Regions from separate parts of the Mus musculus genome. Here region 2 is linked to region 1. A link is a contact called in public HiChIP or PLAC-seq data. All regions are on one chromosome and are shown on one strand. The core of a region is the stretch at or near the end of the contact, and the rest is flanking DNA. Distances in the headings are between cores, read along the strand shown. Region 1 has its middle 46 kb from the start of Zfp365. Region 2 holds the start of Zfp365 (zinc finger protein 365).

Region 1 (7,135 bases), core at 1,535-4,034:
CCTTCTGATTTTTGTGGCTTAAGGACTTGGACATTGCTAGGGGTTTGGATAAAAACTTGGCTGCACAGGTGCATGGTAGAAATAAGTTTTGTGCCAGAATAATTGGTACCGATGTCACTCTCTGCCAATGGACTGGCTTCCCTCGGACTTTGCAGGTGTCTTACACATCAGCGACTCCCGCTGCTTCGCTGTTTCACCATTATACTTCCATCTCCTGACAATGAGGTGCTAAGAGTCGTGAGCCTTCTGGCAGGAGAGCATTACACCTTTTGAGAAGTCACCTGTTTCATCCCTGAATCACCAGTAAGCCCATGGCTCTCAGACAATCATACCTAAGGTGCCTGTGAGGCCAAACAGACACTCCTCTTTGAGAGGATCATCACAAATGTAAAGTCATCAGAAAATACGTTGATTCTGAACATCAGGAAACCTGGACTCTGGGCTAAGAGCCTGGTTAAGTCCTCACCTGTTTGGAAACTCATTTTGCTGTGGGGGTGGGTGGGGGTGGGGTGTTGTTAAAGTCCTTCTCAATCTCCCCTGCAAGGATTCAGCGGTCCTTCAACACACCATGGCCCTCATCTCTCCATATTTCTCCCTTTAGATTAGAGAAGAATCAAAAACTCAAGTTAGGTTATGGGTGAAAGGTATGGACAGGGGGTTAGCCTGAGCTAAGATATAGTGTAGAAGGACATGGCCTTGGGTGCACCCCACCTGGGAGACTCAAGCTCTGTTGCTCTTCTTCTGCGTTGACACGACCTCTTAGAAAGAGGCAGGTCCATTCCCTCATTCTGGAGTTTAACCAGATTACGTGGTCAGAGCCAGGCTGTCTCCATAGTGGGCTAGTCCAGAGGAAGTCACTTAGATTCTCAGCACCGCCTTAGTGATTTGCATTCAGCTCACCTGGGTAAGGCTATGCGCTGTCCTAGTTTTAACACCACTCCTCGTGATGTTTTTGTTCAAGGACGTTTAGGAAACGCAGGTCCGTGTACACAGCCCTTTACTTTACCAAACGAAGCAACTGAAGCTTGGGTAGACATCTGGAACAGCTCTTCAAGCGCCTCCAGTTTTCATCGGGAAGCTTTCCTACCGCCAACATTCCTCTTTTTGTGATTTATTTCAGTGTGTGTGTACATGCATGTGTGTTTATAGGTAAGTAGGGATGTGCACTTGTACATGTGTGTGCCCCAAGGAGTCCAGGAGAGAAACTCAGATCCCCTTAGAGCTAAAGTTAGAGGCATCTGTGAGCTGCCCAACAGGAAAAAATGGAATTCAGATCCTGTGTAGGAACCAAACACTCCGAATTGCCAACTGTCTTAGTCAGGGTTTCTATTCCTGCACAAAACAGCATGACCAAGAGGCAAGCTGGGAAGGAAAGGGTTTATTCAGCTTACACTTTCACATCACCAAAGGAAGTCAGGACAGGAACTCAGACAGGACAGGAACTCGGAGGCAGGAGCTGATGCAGAGACCATGGAGGGATGTTACTTACTGGCTTGCTTCCCCTGGCTTGCTCAGCTTGCTTTCTTATAGAACCCAAAACTACAAGCCCAGGGATGGACCACCCACCATGGACCCTCCCACCCTTGATCACTTATTGAGAAAATGCCTTAGAACTGGATCTCATGGAGGCATTTCCTCAAGGGAGGCTCCTTTCTCTGTGATAACTCTAGCTTGTGTCAAGTTGACACAAAACTAGCCAGTACACCAACCATCTCTCTAGAACAGCTCCATCTGTTTTCCATCTTACAGAGAGAGAGAGAGAGAGAGAGAGAGAGAGAGAGAGAGAGAGAGAGAGAGAGAGAGAGAGAGAGAGAGGTCTATATTGAATACATAGAGCAAGGGGACTGGAAACTCCCTACTCAGTATTTCCAAGGAAGGTCTAGGCTGACTGTTCTCAACACCCCCTCTTTCTGAAGTATCCAGATTTCCACCCTCAGTGTATTTGAGGCTCACACTGAATTTTGAGTTTTAAAAAGGAAGCCTTGCTGGCAACATCTTGGGACACTCCTTGGTCCTCTGTTGGGGCTCCTGCAACTCACTTTGGCTCCCTGTCAGAACCACCCCCATCAGTTCTGGATGGGGAAAGAAGCTAGGCGAGATGCTCAGAGCAAATTCTTCACAGCAGCGACTGAAAGGCGTTACTCAAGTGCTGTCCTTCCTGAAGGCCATCTCTGTGCCAGAGCACTGTGGAGTTTCTCCTAAGAAGGACATCAGAGTTAGTGTGTGTATACTAAAGGCTTGATACTTTTTTCCTGAATTTTTATTAGGTATTTACTTCATTTACATTTCAAATGCTATCCCCAAAGTCCCCTACACCCACCCCCTGTTCCCCTACCCGCCCACTCCCAATTCTTGGCCTTGGTGTTTCCCCTGTACTGGGGCATATAAAGTTTGCAAGACCAAGGGGCCTCTCTTCCCAGTGATGGCCGACTAGGCCATCTTGTGCAACAAATGCAGCTAGAGACACGAGCTCTGGGGGTACTGGTTAGTTCATATTGTTGTTCCACCTATAGGGTTGCAGACCCCTTTAGCTCCTTGGGTAGTTTCTCTAGCTCCTCCATTAGGGGCCTGTGTTTCATCCAATAGCTGACTGTGAGCATCCACTTCTGTGTTTGCCAGGCACTGGCATAGCCTCATATGCAACAGCTATATCAGAGTCCTTTCAGCAAAATCTTGCTGGTGTATGCAATGGTGTCTGCTTTTGGTGGCTGATTATGGGATGGACCCCTGGGTGGGGCAGTCTTGAAGTCGATGAGACAGAACTATCCGGCCAGCCCCAGTTGTTAGGCAACTGACCCGAGAGCAGGTGAATCAGCCACTGTGATGGCCAAGTCAGTGAGTCACCCGCTGTCTGAAGGAATTCAACTTCCGAACCCAACTTCTGGGGCTTCCAAAAACCCCTTAGTCATTCTAATCACTCGCAAGCTCTGATGGAGTTATCTTGGACCCTTCTCTTTACCCCTTGGGTATTTGGAGGTTTGTGTGTGTTTTTATTTACTTTGATGTCATCGATGTTGACTTTGATTAAAGCTAGGTCTTCTGTAGCCCAGGCTAGCCTCAAACTCACTTTGTAAGCAAGAATGACCTTCAGTTTCTGATACGCCGCCCCACCTCTACCTCCCAAGGATTACAGTATGTGCCACCACACCATGTTTGTGTGGGACTGGAACCCAGGGACTTTGTGCATGGTAGAGAAGCATTCTATCAATGAAACCACCGACACAGTTCAACCTGTTTTATTCCTCTTTGGAGACGAACTTAGATCAAGCGTCTCCACAGAGCGGCTCATACTCCAGCGAAGTGTACTTCCTTTTGGCTTGATTCCCCTGCTAATCTGGGCCTTCAGAGGAGAAGCAGAGTGTGGAGAGGTTTTTCTGGATCACAGCCTTAGACTCGCTAAGCCTCGTAATGACTGGCGACCGAGTGCCAAATCTGGGCTTACTGTGAGAGTGCTTAAAGTCAATCTTAGGCTTTAACATGGGATGTGGTAGCGCTAGAGAGATGGCTCAGTGGTTGCGAGCATTTTCTGCTCTTCCAGAGGACCGAAATTTGGTTCCTACCTCTCTTGGGCAGTTCACAACTGTGTACAACTCCAGTTCCAGGTGATCTGACACCCTCTTCTGGCCTCTGCATAAACATTCACACACATATACAAAAATAGAAATAAAAAAGTAAATTTTTAAGGGGCTGTAGACACAGTTCGGTGGCTGAGGGGGTTACACTACTCCTCCAGAGGACCCTAGTTCAATTCATAGCACCCACATTTGGCTGTTCACAATCACCTGTAAGCTGGAGAAAGTCTGATACCCTCTTCTGACTTCCTAGGGTACTTCACACATATGGTACACAAACACTTGGGCACACACAGAGGATAAATGTCTAAGTAAATAATTAAAAAAATATTTTCAATATTCTGGAGACGGATGCTTTTTCCTATCATTTGAAGCAAGATTGCTTCCAATGAATCCTTTTGATCATATTAACTGATGTATTTGGGAGCCATCCTGACCCTTAACTGTCTCTGAATTGGCTCTTTCAAACTTTCCCACCTTTTCTCAGCAGACTAGCACTGGCCTCTCTCTTATGTTGGACATTCACAGTCTTGCAACACTGGATCAAATCGATGGAAAATATAGGCACAGTAATTACAGAGGTCCTGTAAGTCCCATTTAATGTTTTAAAATCCCTCCAGTGACCATTGATTAGTCCCATTTTTATATTCCAAAGTTTGTCCAGATTTGCTTTGTTCTCATCAATGAAAGATCATGGCGCTACACACATCATGTGTGTGTGTGTGTGTGTGTGAGCTTATGTATGTATAGGTGCTCAAGTGTAAAGGCCAAAGGTCAATTTGAAGTGTCAGTCCTCAGATATCATCCACCTTGGGTTTGTTGTTTGAGACAGGGAGTCTCATTGCCTGGATCTAACTGATGCAGTGATGCAGCTAGGCTTCTGGGCCAGAAGAGTGTCCAAGGCTAGACCAGTGAGTCAAGGGATGGTCCTATCTCCATCTCCCCAGTACTCGCCACCATGCTCAGCTTTTAAAGTGGGTTCTGGGGATTGAACTTGGGCCTTCCTGCTTGTGTGCAGCAGACATTGCACCAACTGAGTCCTCTGCAAGCCCACATATACGTGTTAACCTAGAAGTTTGTCCTAAAACACACTAGACCACCTGTGTGATTTGCACACAGCATAGATTTCCTATGATCTACACAGGCTACGTTAACTGCTACCATTGAAAAAAATAATGTGTAAATTTTAAAAATAACGTGTAAGTAGCAGGTATAAAGACATATAACAGATCATATGTTATATACCATGTAAGAGGTGTAAAGATGTGGATTACATCACTGTTTTTAAAAAGCAAAAAGATCTCTACTCGCTAATATAGAAAGATATTGAGGAAATATTGTAAAGAGAAATAAGAATTGTGTGTGTGTATGAGACTCCATGTGAGTTTGAAGTGGTTATATATATATATATATATATATATATATATATATATATATATATATATATATATATGTTTATATATCCTTGTTTGGGTAAAGAAGATCCTGGAAGGATACCCAAGAGAAGTTTTGTTTTCATAATTAATGTTATTGCTTGCTAATAATTTCACAAACAATTGGAAAGAGAGGAAAAGTCAATGTGTTTGTCTAAGTCTAGAGCTGTTGGCCAAAATCAATAGCTCTGACCTATTTGTAATAAAGTAGCCGGTCTCCAGGCAGAACTATTGCAGTGGAGACCAGGAAATGTGATAGAGACAGAAGGTGAGGCCCATGACTTTTTACCAACTGTTCTGGTTTTTTTCCCTTTGGCCAAACACATTATGAGCTGTTTAAAAGGGAAACGCTATAATTATATCCCAAACGGCAAATAAAACTGGCAGCAAAAAGACATGATTAGATTCTTAGTCCCTATTACCACTTCTGTCAAAACAGGCGTGGCAGCCACTCAGTCGACTCATTTGGGAGCACACCTAAGGCCACACCTCGATTGTCATACTACGTCTTGTTTGTCAGATGTCTTGTGCCTGGTCTTGAAATAGAAAGAAAAATAGTCATTGTGATTCACTCAGCAAGTTCCACAGGTGAGCCCGTGTGCCCACGGACTTCCCTGGTGACTCTTACTCTTTCCTAGTTCCATACCTTGTACTATGGTGACAAATGAACAATTGTTGTAAAGAGTTGCCACTAAACTAGCATTTTATGCTTTACCTGGGGTTTTGGTTTTATGCCACATAAAGCTTATGTTTTAAAACCTGAAAAGTAACTTGGGGACATAGCTGCGTTGATAGAACTGATGATGCTTTTACTATGTGCTGAGCCCTGTGTTTGACCCCAGCACCACATAAACCAGGCTAGTGGTGCCTGCGGGCTGTCTTGTAACCCAAGAAGCAGAACCCAGAGATTCACAAGTTCAAGGTCATCCTTGGATACAGAGCAAGCTTGAGGCTACCCAGTCTGAAAAAGTAAATAGCAAATAAAATTTAAATAATGTTTTTTAAATGAGTATCATTGAAAGTTCAAATGGGAGGATTTTTTTTTAATGTTTGGGGGAAAGCTTTCTATTCTAAGTATTCTTTATATTACATTGTTCAACTTTAGGGAGGAGGGCTCTCACCTGCTATTGTTTAGGAAAGGAAAATCATGGGAAGCATGTGATATCATGCCTGTGTTCAGCGTTCAGTGGGCTAAGGCAGGAAGATTGCTGCTAGCTCAAGGACACCCTGGAGTATATAGTAAGTAAGGTCTGATCACAGATAGATAGATAGATAGATAGATAGATAGATAGATAGATAGATAGATAGATAGATAGATAGGAGATGGAATGATGGATAGAGAGATGATAGATTGATGGATAGATAGATAGATAGATAGATAGATAGATAGATAGATAGATAGATAGATAGATAGACAAATAGATGAATAGATGAGAAAACAAAACAAGAACTTCAGAAGTTTAGTGTAATGAGACAGATTTCAAAAGCACACAAGAAAAGAAGCACTTCAAGCACGTGAGGCAAGAACCTTAAAACCATGATGCAACCACTGTGCTTGTAACTCTTCTCTAAGTGATAACTCACAGGCAGGTATGGGATGAGCTTGGCTTACAGCATCCAAATGGAATGGCGGTTACACTTAACGACGGGTAACTCAATTACATTGTGTTTATGAGACAGAACACATAGTACCATTAAGAACATTAGTGGTGAACACATCTCAGCTCTGTTTACTCAACCTCCTACTGATCCTACTGTTCGAATGCCATGGCTGTCCCTGGGTTGTGGCCTTGTCCTGGCTAAGGATCATTTAGGAAGCAGTACTATTCAAGAACACTAGCACTCTGTTGAGTTTCTCTCCAGTTCTAGCCGCGACTCCTCACAGTCAACAGAACGTCTGCTTCTGCCCCTTCATTTCCGAAGACAGAGGTGGGAACGGGAGAAAAATTCATCCTCATTTCTCCCTTTGACGCAGCTAATGGCTGAAATTTCCTAAGAAGTCGGGAGGACAGCACATCGGCTGGCACTGTGCCACTAGTATTGAGAGTTCCTGAGGAAGAGGCACTATGTTAATTATTTTTACTTCCCTGTGATGTCTCTGGCAAAAGAAAAAAAAACTCTTTAAAAAAA
Region 2 (7,552 bases), core at 2,800-5,299, 47 kb after region 1:
TAAAAAAAAAAAAGTCTAGTGTGACTAAGGTTTCTAGGTATCTCCTTAATGGGAACATAAATATTTAGCAATAGCAAATGAACTTCTCTTTATAGTATGTAGTTTTTCTGGTCGTTTTTAGTTGCTATAATTTAAGAATAGTATCACAGGCAAACAAGCAAAAAGCATATTCTTGAAGCATGTTCTATACTAGAACCTCCTGCTCTTGACTATACAATCTACACACACTGGTGAAGTGGTTCTCCCAGAGTATTATTCTGGCTTCCCACTCACACATATTTACATACCATGGGCATGTTTATGAACAAGCTAGGTTATCATGCTCTCCAACACCATCTGTGGAACAGTTTCTAAGGGAACCAGGAGTTAGATATTAATCAGATTAATGCTGCCACCTTGGTCACCATGTCCAAAGAAGATGAACAAATACCAAAGCTTCCTGCCTCCTGGTACTCCTGAACCAGTGAGGAAGGCAGCCAAGACATGTGCAGGGGATGCTCACCAAACCTCGCTGAGCATCTGCTTGTAACTTGGGGAGGGGAGGGGTCGCCCAAGGAGGGGTTAGCATCCAGTTTCATCAGCACTTACTCCTCTTTCCTCAGGAGCTCCTCCTCGGATTCCGTCAGACGCTGCTTCAGCACTGCGATCATTTCCACGGCCACATCTACCTGTTTGTTCAGGGCCCGCTCTCTCCTCTGGACCTCCTGCTTCTTCTGAGTCAGCTGCGCAAAGGCTGCCCGGACTTCCAACAGTTCGGCGGTTTTCTGGGCCAACTCTTTGGTGAGTTTGTCGATTCTCTTCTCGATGGTCCTGTCCACGGCCTCTACCATGCGATTGAACTTTTCTCGGACGTGAGCCTCGAAAGCAGCTTTGGTATCTTGGGTGGGGAGACCAGGGCTGGCGCAGGGAGCATCCAGAGAGTCAGCCCGGATGTCCACGGCCGTGTAGGTCTGCACATAGGACACGGGCCTCTCTGCCACCATCTCAAAGGGTTTCGTGTCCTTGGAGTGCCCGTGGGAGATGCTGTACAAGTTAACATAGCTCGACTTCTGCTTGGTCACCTTTGCGTGGCCCCGGAGTACTTTTCCCTGCTTCGGGAGTTCCGAGGACCTGAGAAGCTCTGTGTCCTTGAGAGAGGGCAGGAGGCTGCATTTTGTCAGGAGGGTCCGCTCTTCGTAGCTGTGACTGAATTCCAGATGGGCCCTCAAGGATGACAAGCTTCTAAATCTGGTATGGTCTCCACACCTCGGGCAGCGGAATGGCAGGCACACAGCGACATTCTCCAGCGAGTCCTGCCAATGGTACCGGCTTTCCTCAAAAGTCGTCTGTTGCATCACTCTGAAAGTCCTGGGAGGGAGAGAAGACCCCAGTTTACAGGTCTGTCAGAAGCTATTGAACTGACACTGACTGATAATCATGGCTGCCCTTAGGTGACTTTTTTTTTTTAATTGGCAAAGTAACGGGTTTCACTGAGTCAGTTTCAAGCTTACATTTTTCTACAGGTTCTCTTCCCCAGCACTTTACTACATCTCTCTGTCTGCCTTTCTAGTTGGTCCCCTTTCCTCCCATCCCAATATACACCTCTACTTTCAAGTCACATATATTCTATTACCCTCCCCCTTTCTTTCCTTAAGAGACCTGTTTATCCAGTGTTCCTCTTACATGCCCTGAATCACCCGAAAAAAATGCATACACACACACACACACACACACACACCAAAATAGAAGTTAAATTCTAAGATCACTATTTGAGAGGAAACAACACAATACTTGTCTTCTGAGTCTCGCTTATTTCATTTAACATGGTGTCCAGTTCCATTCATTTTCCTGCAAATACCAAGCAGATGGTATTTTCCTTAACCGCTGAATAAAATTCCATTTTATATTTGCACCATGTTTTCGTTATCTGTGCTTATGCTGATGGGCGGGCATCTAGGCTGGCTCGAATGCTTAGCTACTGTGAACAGTGCAACAATAAATATGGATGAGAAAGTATCTCCGTAATAGAATATAGAGTCCTTTGGGGATATGCCCAGGAGTGGTATAGCTGGGTCATATGATATTTCTATTTTCAGTCTCCTGAAAAACCTCCAGGCTAATTTCCATAGTGACTACATCAGCTCAGCCTTCTTGGGTTAAAGCAACTATTTCATATATAATATTTAATGTTGATTTTTATGTGGAAATTGAAACCTAAACCCCTTTGTCAAAGGCAGCTACATCTACTCTCTTCTGTATCATCTGATGCTTCTACTGTATGGTATTTCTGCAGGGTGGGATACAGATGCTAGGGCCTGAATTTCTAATCCAGCAACAGCCTAGCTTAGCAAAGGTGGCTAACGCTCATATGCAGATGAAAAGCTAGAGAGAGGAGGTGAAATAATAAAGCCCCGGAGAGGAAGGAGAGTGGTCCAGAGACAGAACTCAAGTTTATTGCCCTCCTGAATTTGGCATGCTACATAGACACGGGTCGCACATAAATTGTGAGTCCATTGGCAGTCTCTTTTCAAGTCTGTGAAGGATGGATCAAACTAAGCACAGTGGCTTTAAACACATCAAGAGCTGAATATTCTTCAACCAAATGTTTTTTTAGATTTTTTTTTTAATAAATAGCATTCCTTATTTACTCTGTGAGTGACTCTGTCTGTGTGTGTGTAGGCTGGGGAAAACTTGTGTGAATGGGTTCTCTCCTTCCATCATGTGTGTCCTGGGGATTGAACTTGATTCATCAGGTTTAGTGACACGCGTCTGCTTGTCATCTTGGTTTGTTCATGCCGTTAATATTTTTAGTTACTGGTATGATGACATACATCAAAGCGTTAACATAACAATAACGATCTTTTGAAATTTGGAAACCCGAAGTGTCCGGTATTATTTGATATAAACAGGGCCGTGGCCAAGATCCTAAGCTAATAGAATGTTCTGGGTGGATGCGCCTTGCCTCTGATGCTGTTTTTAGCGCGACAACTTCTAGAGTGTTGGAACCAGGTGGGCGTCAGCATAACTCCTCCATAAACAGGAAGTTCTTGTTGCCTCTGCATCTTTATCCCCTTTGCCCTAGCAACAGATGACTCTTACAACCCAATTTTGCAAGGGTCGTGGTACTTATTTCCTCCAAGAATGGCAACAAGGAGCACTGGGTCCCACAGGGAAGGAGCCCGGATCTTAGGGTGCATCTTAGAGTGAAGTGTCTGTGTTACACCCTTATCTGCCTCCAGATGCTGAGATAGAAATGGTGCCTGATCCGCCAGGCAGGCACATTTTCCAGGTTACTAAAGTCTCTGGACCCCAGCAAAGGAGAACCTTCCTGTGCTGCGCTGGGTTGGTCAATAGGATGCAAACCCTGGCCCAGCCTAGGGCTGAAGATGCTTGCAATGGAGTGCAGGGATAAGAAGAGAGGATTCTATAGCAGCAGTGGGGGGGGGGATGTTTGGATGGGGGAGACGAGATATACCACCCACCCCCAGCAAAAGGCTTTCATCCGCCCAGCGGAAACCTAGGGCACAGGTTAGCAAAAAGGGTTTCGATTTCCTGTGCAGAGCTGGGCAGGCTGGGCAGCACCTGCGTGGGGGTCCCGGCTTTCCTAGCCCCCGCTCCCGCTGGTGACTGCGTGGATTCGTGCTCACGCGAGTTCGTGCAAGTGGCTGTGGGGAAGCCAACGGTCCCGACTCCCCAGGATGCTGCGCATCCGGGACCACCTCCCCGCGTGTCGGCGGAGCAGGGGGCGCGGGCGCACGGCTCCAGCCGAGCCCACTTACCGGACTTGTTGCTGCCGCTGCAGCCGCCGGTGCTGATGCTGCGGGAGCCGTGCGAGCGGTTTTCAGCAGAGCCGTAAATCAGGCTGAGCCGGGTCGGCTCCCACGCGGGACGAGCGGCGACCGGGGCGGAGCGTGGCGCGGGCGGGACACGGGGGCGGCGCCCGGGGACGCGAGGCTGGTGCTCCGGCCCCGGGCAGCCACCCCTGGGTCCACCCCATCGGGGCCCCTCTAGCGGGAGATCCTGGGCCTTTCCCTTCACTCCAGCTCAGGATTCCGCTGACATCACGGGGAGGGATGCAGGATGGTCCCTGGGGAGGGAGGCGGGGACACGTGCCAGTCTTGCCCAGCCTAGTCTTGCTACAGGCCCAGGCAAGTGCTCCCAGTTGCAGGGGCGGCGAAAGTGGGCGTGAAGATGGAGCCTAGCTGGCTAGCCCCTGGAAAGAGCTGCCAGCAGGAAGGCTCTGATATTTATTTATATTAGAACTTCATCCAGGCAACCTGGCGGGGGGGGGGGGGGGGCACAGGACCAGCTTACTCCAGCCGTGGAAGGTAGTAGTGTCCTGGGACTAAGTTAAACAAAACTAAAGATAATAAAAGTGTAGAAGTTAAGAAACATAAATGCCAAACCCTGAGGCCTCCTCACTGAGAGGATGCCCCCAACACTAGTCTCTCAGTGGAGGAAAGATTTAGCTTCTGAGAAATCTCATTTCCTAATTGAAATTTCGGGATGTGTGTGTGTGTGTGTGTGTGTGTGTGTGTGTGTGTGTGTGTGTGTGTGTGTGTGTGTGTGTGTGTGTGTGTTATTTTGTTAAACCTGCTTTTAAGGGGCTGGAGAGATGGCTTAGCAGTTCAGAGCACATACTGCTCTTGCAAAGGACCTACACTGCTCGAATCAGCTGCTGGGCTGTCGTCAACGTTCTTTCACTGATATTCATACTAAGACTTTGATGACAGGTGCACGCCTGTAAAATTCAGGAAAGCAGTACCAGAGAGTGACTCCTACAAAACGGGGGTTGGCAGCTGCGCAGAGGCTTGCTCTCTCAGAAAATGTTATGCTTCTTGCGGTCACTATCTTAGGTCACTCTCTAAATTGAGCACGTTTATTCCAACTGTTTATTAAGCTGAAAAAAAAAGTTTGGTCTGAGTGTGCATTGCACACAACCAAGAGTCAGGGTGCACCCATCATCTTGAACAGCAGGAAGCTAATTCTGACTACCTTTGGGGCAGGATGCTAAGTATGACCTGGGAGAGTCAAGGGACCCAACGTCTAGAACTCAGCCCTCTCCCAACACTGAGGCAACTTGTTTGCCTTGCTTGGTCCCGAAATGTCTCCACTTCAGGTGAAGCGCGAAGACTTCCTAGGGCCATTTTTTTCTAACAATGGCATAAATATTATCACATTCTTCATTAAACCATATTTTACATTTATCAATACAATTTCCATATTAAATTGCATCGTGACAGAATGATTCGATAAAGAATGATTTTAGATGAAAGTAAAGGAGGGAAATCTTTTCAGGTGCAAAAGAAAAAGAATAACTCTTCCTTAAGAATACCTTTTTAAAGCTCACCTCTAAGTAGGCCAGTGTGACAGATGTCAGTGAAAAGCCATGGCTACTTCACAATGAGCTGAGGGTCGGTGACTTTAAAACAAAGCCAACACCTACAACCAGAGCCACAAGGGAGTAAGGCATGTTGGGTTTTCCTGGATGCATATGTAGTTCTGGCTACTTCAATACACAAAATGTTGTATTAACATATCCACAATCAAAGAAAAAACAATGACAGAGTTGAAACAAACAAAACAACAACAAAAACCACTTTATATCCTCTCTCATGACTTGTGCCCTTCTGACTGTATTCCATCCTAACCACCCAGTATTACTCTCCTTTGGGTCCCCTTTTTGGAATACTGAACCCACTGTGAACAATGTCTTGGGGGACTATGGGAGGGACTCCAGGAGAAAAGGCAGATCGTCATTTACCTCAAGGGCATCTTGTTCCCTGGATTGTTCTGGGACGTGATTCCATGCCCACTGTGACAAACATTTACATTCAGTTTATACGACAAGCTTATTCTTGTTGGATGTCAGAACATAGCTATAGAACCCAATCTGGTCAGTGTACTCTGATTCTGGATACGGCCTTCTGCCTTGCTTTCGTGTGTTCCCAGATGTAGCCTTTAGTATAGGCCAGGTAATTGTGTTTAAACAGGCCCAGCCTGAGAAAGGGCTGTTAATCTTCAGTGTGTGCTTACTGGTATTTATTTACACGTTTTTCTGATCACGTTTTCTGAACTATAACAACCTTCCTCAGATCATTCCTTTCTTTGTTACATTGTGTATAAAAAGACACAGAAACTGAAGTAAGGATGTCTTCAGCATCAAACTCTAGTCCGCCCTGTTCTTTCAGAGCCTCAGATTCCAGGTCCAGCAGGGAAGATCTGCACGGGTCAACTGTAGAGTCAAAATGCTTCCTACAATTTAGACTATCTTCACACTTACACTTGCCCCCATATATTATAGACTGGGACCTGCTTATGAGGAAGAAGAACTGGTTTATTTCTGAGTTTGGGTAGCTTCGCTGAATACACTTTCCAGGTCTAGGCATTTGCTTGCCATTGCCATGATTTGTTTTCTTTACCACTGAACAATATCCGGTTGTGTGTATGTATTAACTCCTCTGTATGCTTCGACAGTTAATAGACATCCAGATGGGTTCCATTCCCCCACTGCCCTGAATAGAGCAGCAATAAACATGGATGTGCTAGTGTCTTTCAGATGAGATGTAGAGTTCTGGGAGCCCTAGAGCTGGACCGTTGGTTGTTCTATTTGGCTGTGCTAGTCTGAGCTTGGACCAGCAGTGAATAAAGTTTCCTCTTTCTCTACACCCTATCCTACATCTGTCCGATGTCTTGATGGCAGCCATTCTGATTGGGGTTGAGGTGGTAGCCAAAGGTAGTTTTACTTTGCCTTTTCCTGAAGGCTTTGAGATGTTAAACACTTCTTGAAATGCTTAAAGATTACTATAGAGAGGTTGTGTGCAGGGTTGAATCTGTGGAAGATTTGGCACTGGTCCACAGGACCTTAATTTAACCCAAGTGGTTTCTTTTCTTTTTCTTTTCTTTCTTTCTTTCTTTCTTTCTTTCTTTCTTTCTTTCTTTCTTTCTTTCTTTCTTTCTTTCTTTCTTTCTTTCCTTTCTTTCTTTCTTTTTTTTTTTTTTGTTTTTTGAGACAGGGTTTCTCTGTATATCTCTGGCTGTCCTGGAACTCACTTTGTAGACCAGGCTGGCCTCGAACTCAGAAATCCACCTGCCTCTGCCTCCTGAGTGCTGGGATTAAAGGCGTGTGCCACCACCGCCTGGCTCCAAGTGGTTTCTGAAGTGCGCTTTGCCCCCTAGTAGTTGGAGCATCTGACCCTTGGTAGAAATGTGTGTTATTGGTGATGTTTCATACACATAGAAACGTGTGTTAGTGGTGTATCATGTGCAGTGAATCCCCAGAAATATAGGGTTTTACAAACCCTCCTGGTAATTCTTGAATCAGCATTAGCTCTGGAAGTTTGAGGGCCTTCCCAAACCTTGGAAGTTCTACTTACTTCCTGGGCCTTGTACAATCCCTTTACTTCCTGTGTTTTACAAGTTTCCTTTACTTCTTGTGTCTTACCAATTTCACTCCTTCTCAGAAGAAGGAGTGCTTGAATAAATAGCTACGTGACTGATGTCCTTTTATTGAAGAGTCTAACTTCTCTCCATCCCTCAGGACTTAGCTCAAGTATCCCCTCTTGATGGAGGT

Evidence for each region. HiChIP or PLAC-seq counts read pairs in DNA pulled down with a chosen protein or histone mark.
Region 2: a contact with region 1 is called in a CTCF HiChIP or PLAC-seq map of the NIH/3T3 cell line, with 13 read pairs. The contact joins the promoter of Zfp365 here to the enhancer-like site in region 1. A contact is called at or near these places in 5 of 39 promoter capture datasets (embryonic stem cells, macrophages and stem cell-derived epiblast-like cells), 2 of 15 datasets of contacts at CTCF or cohesin (CD8 T cells and the NIH/3T3 cell line), 54 of 484 Hi-C or Micro-C datasets (2-cell embryo, CD4 T cells, MC3T3-E1-derived osteoblasts and 12 more), 10 of 115 datasets of contacts at active chromatin or transcription factors (embryonic stem cells, expanded potential stem cells and pancreatic cancer cells) and 3 of 9 other capture datasets (adipose tissue, embryonic stem cells and pancreatic islet).

What each region holds. Positions count from the first base shown.
Region 1 is chr10:67,863,242-67,870,376 of GRCm38.p6, forward strand. No RefSeq gene overlaps it. Among named protein-coding and RNA genes, the nearest start is that of Zfp365, 46 kb to the right of the region's middle. Within about 2 kb of position 2,785, at least 26 of the 459 cell types and tissues checked have an H3K27ac peak or open chromatin away from gene starts, as enhancers often do. A contact at or near this core is called in the NIH/3T3 cell line and pancreatic cancer cells, where this site is marked.
Region 2 is chr10:67,908,613-67,916,164 of GRCm38.p6, forward strand. Zfp365 (zinc finger protein 365) reads right to left here and starts at 4,050. Exons shown (of 5, transcript NM_178679.2): 1 at 3,759-4,050; 2 at 589-1,347. The coding sequence starts at 1,334.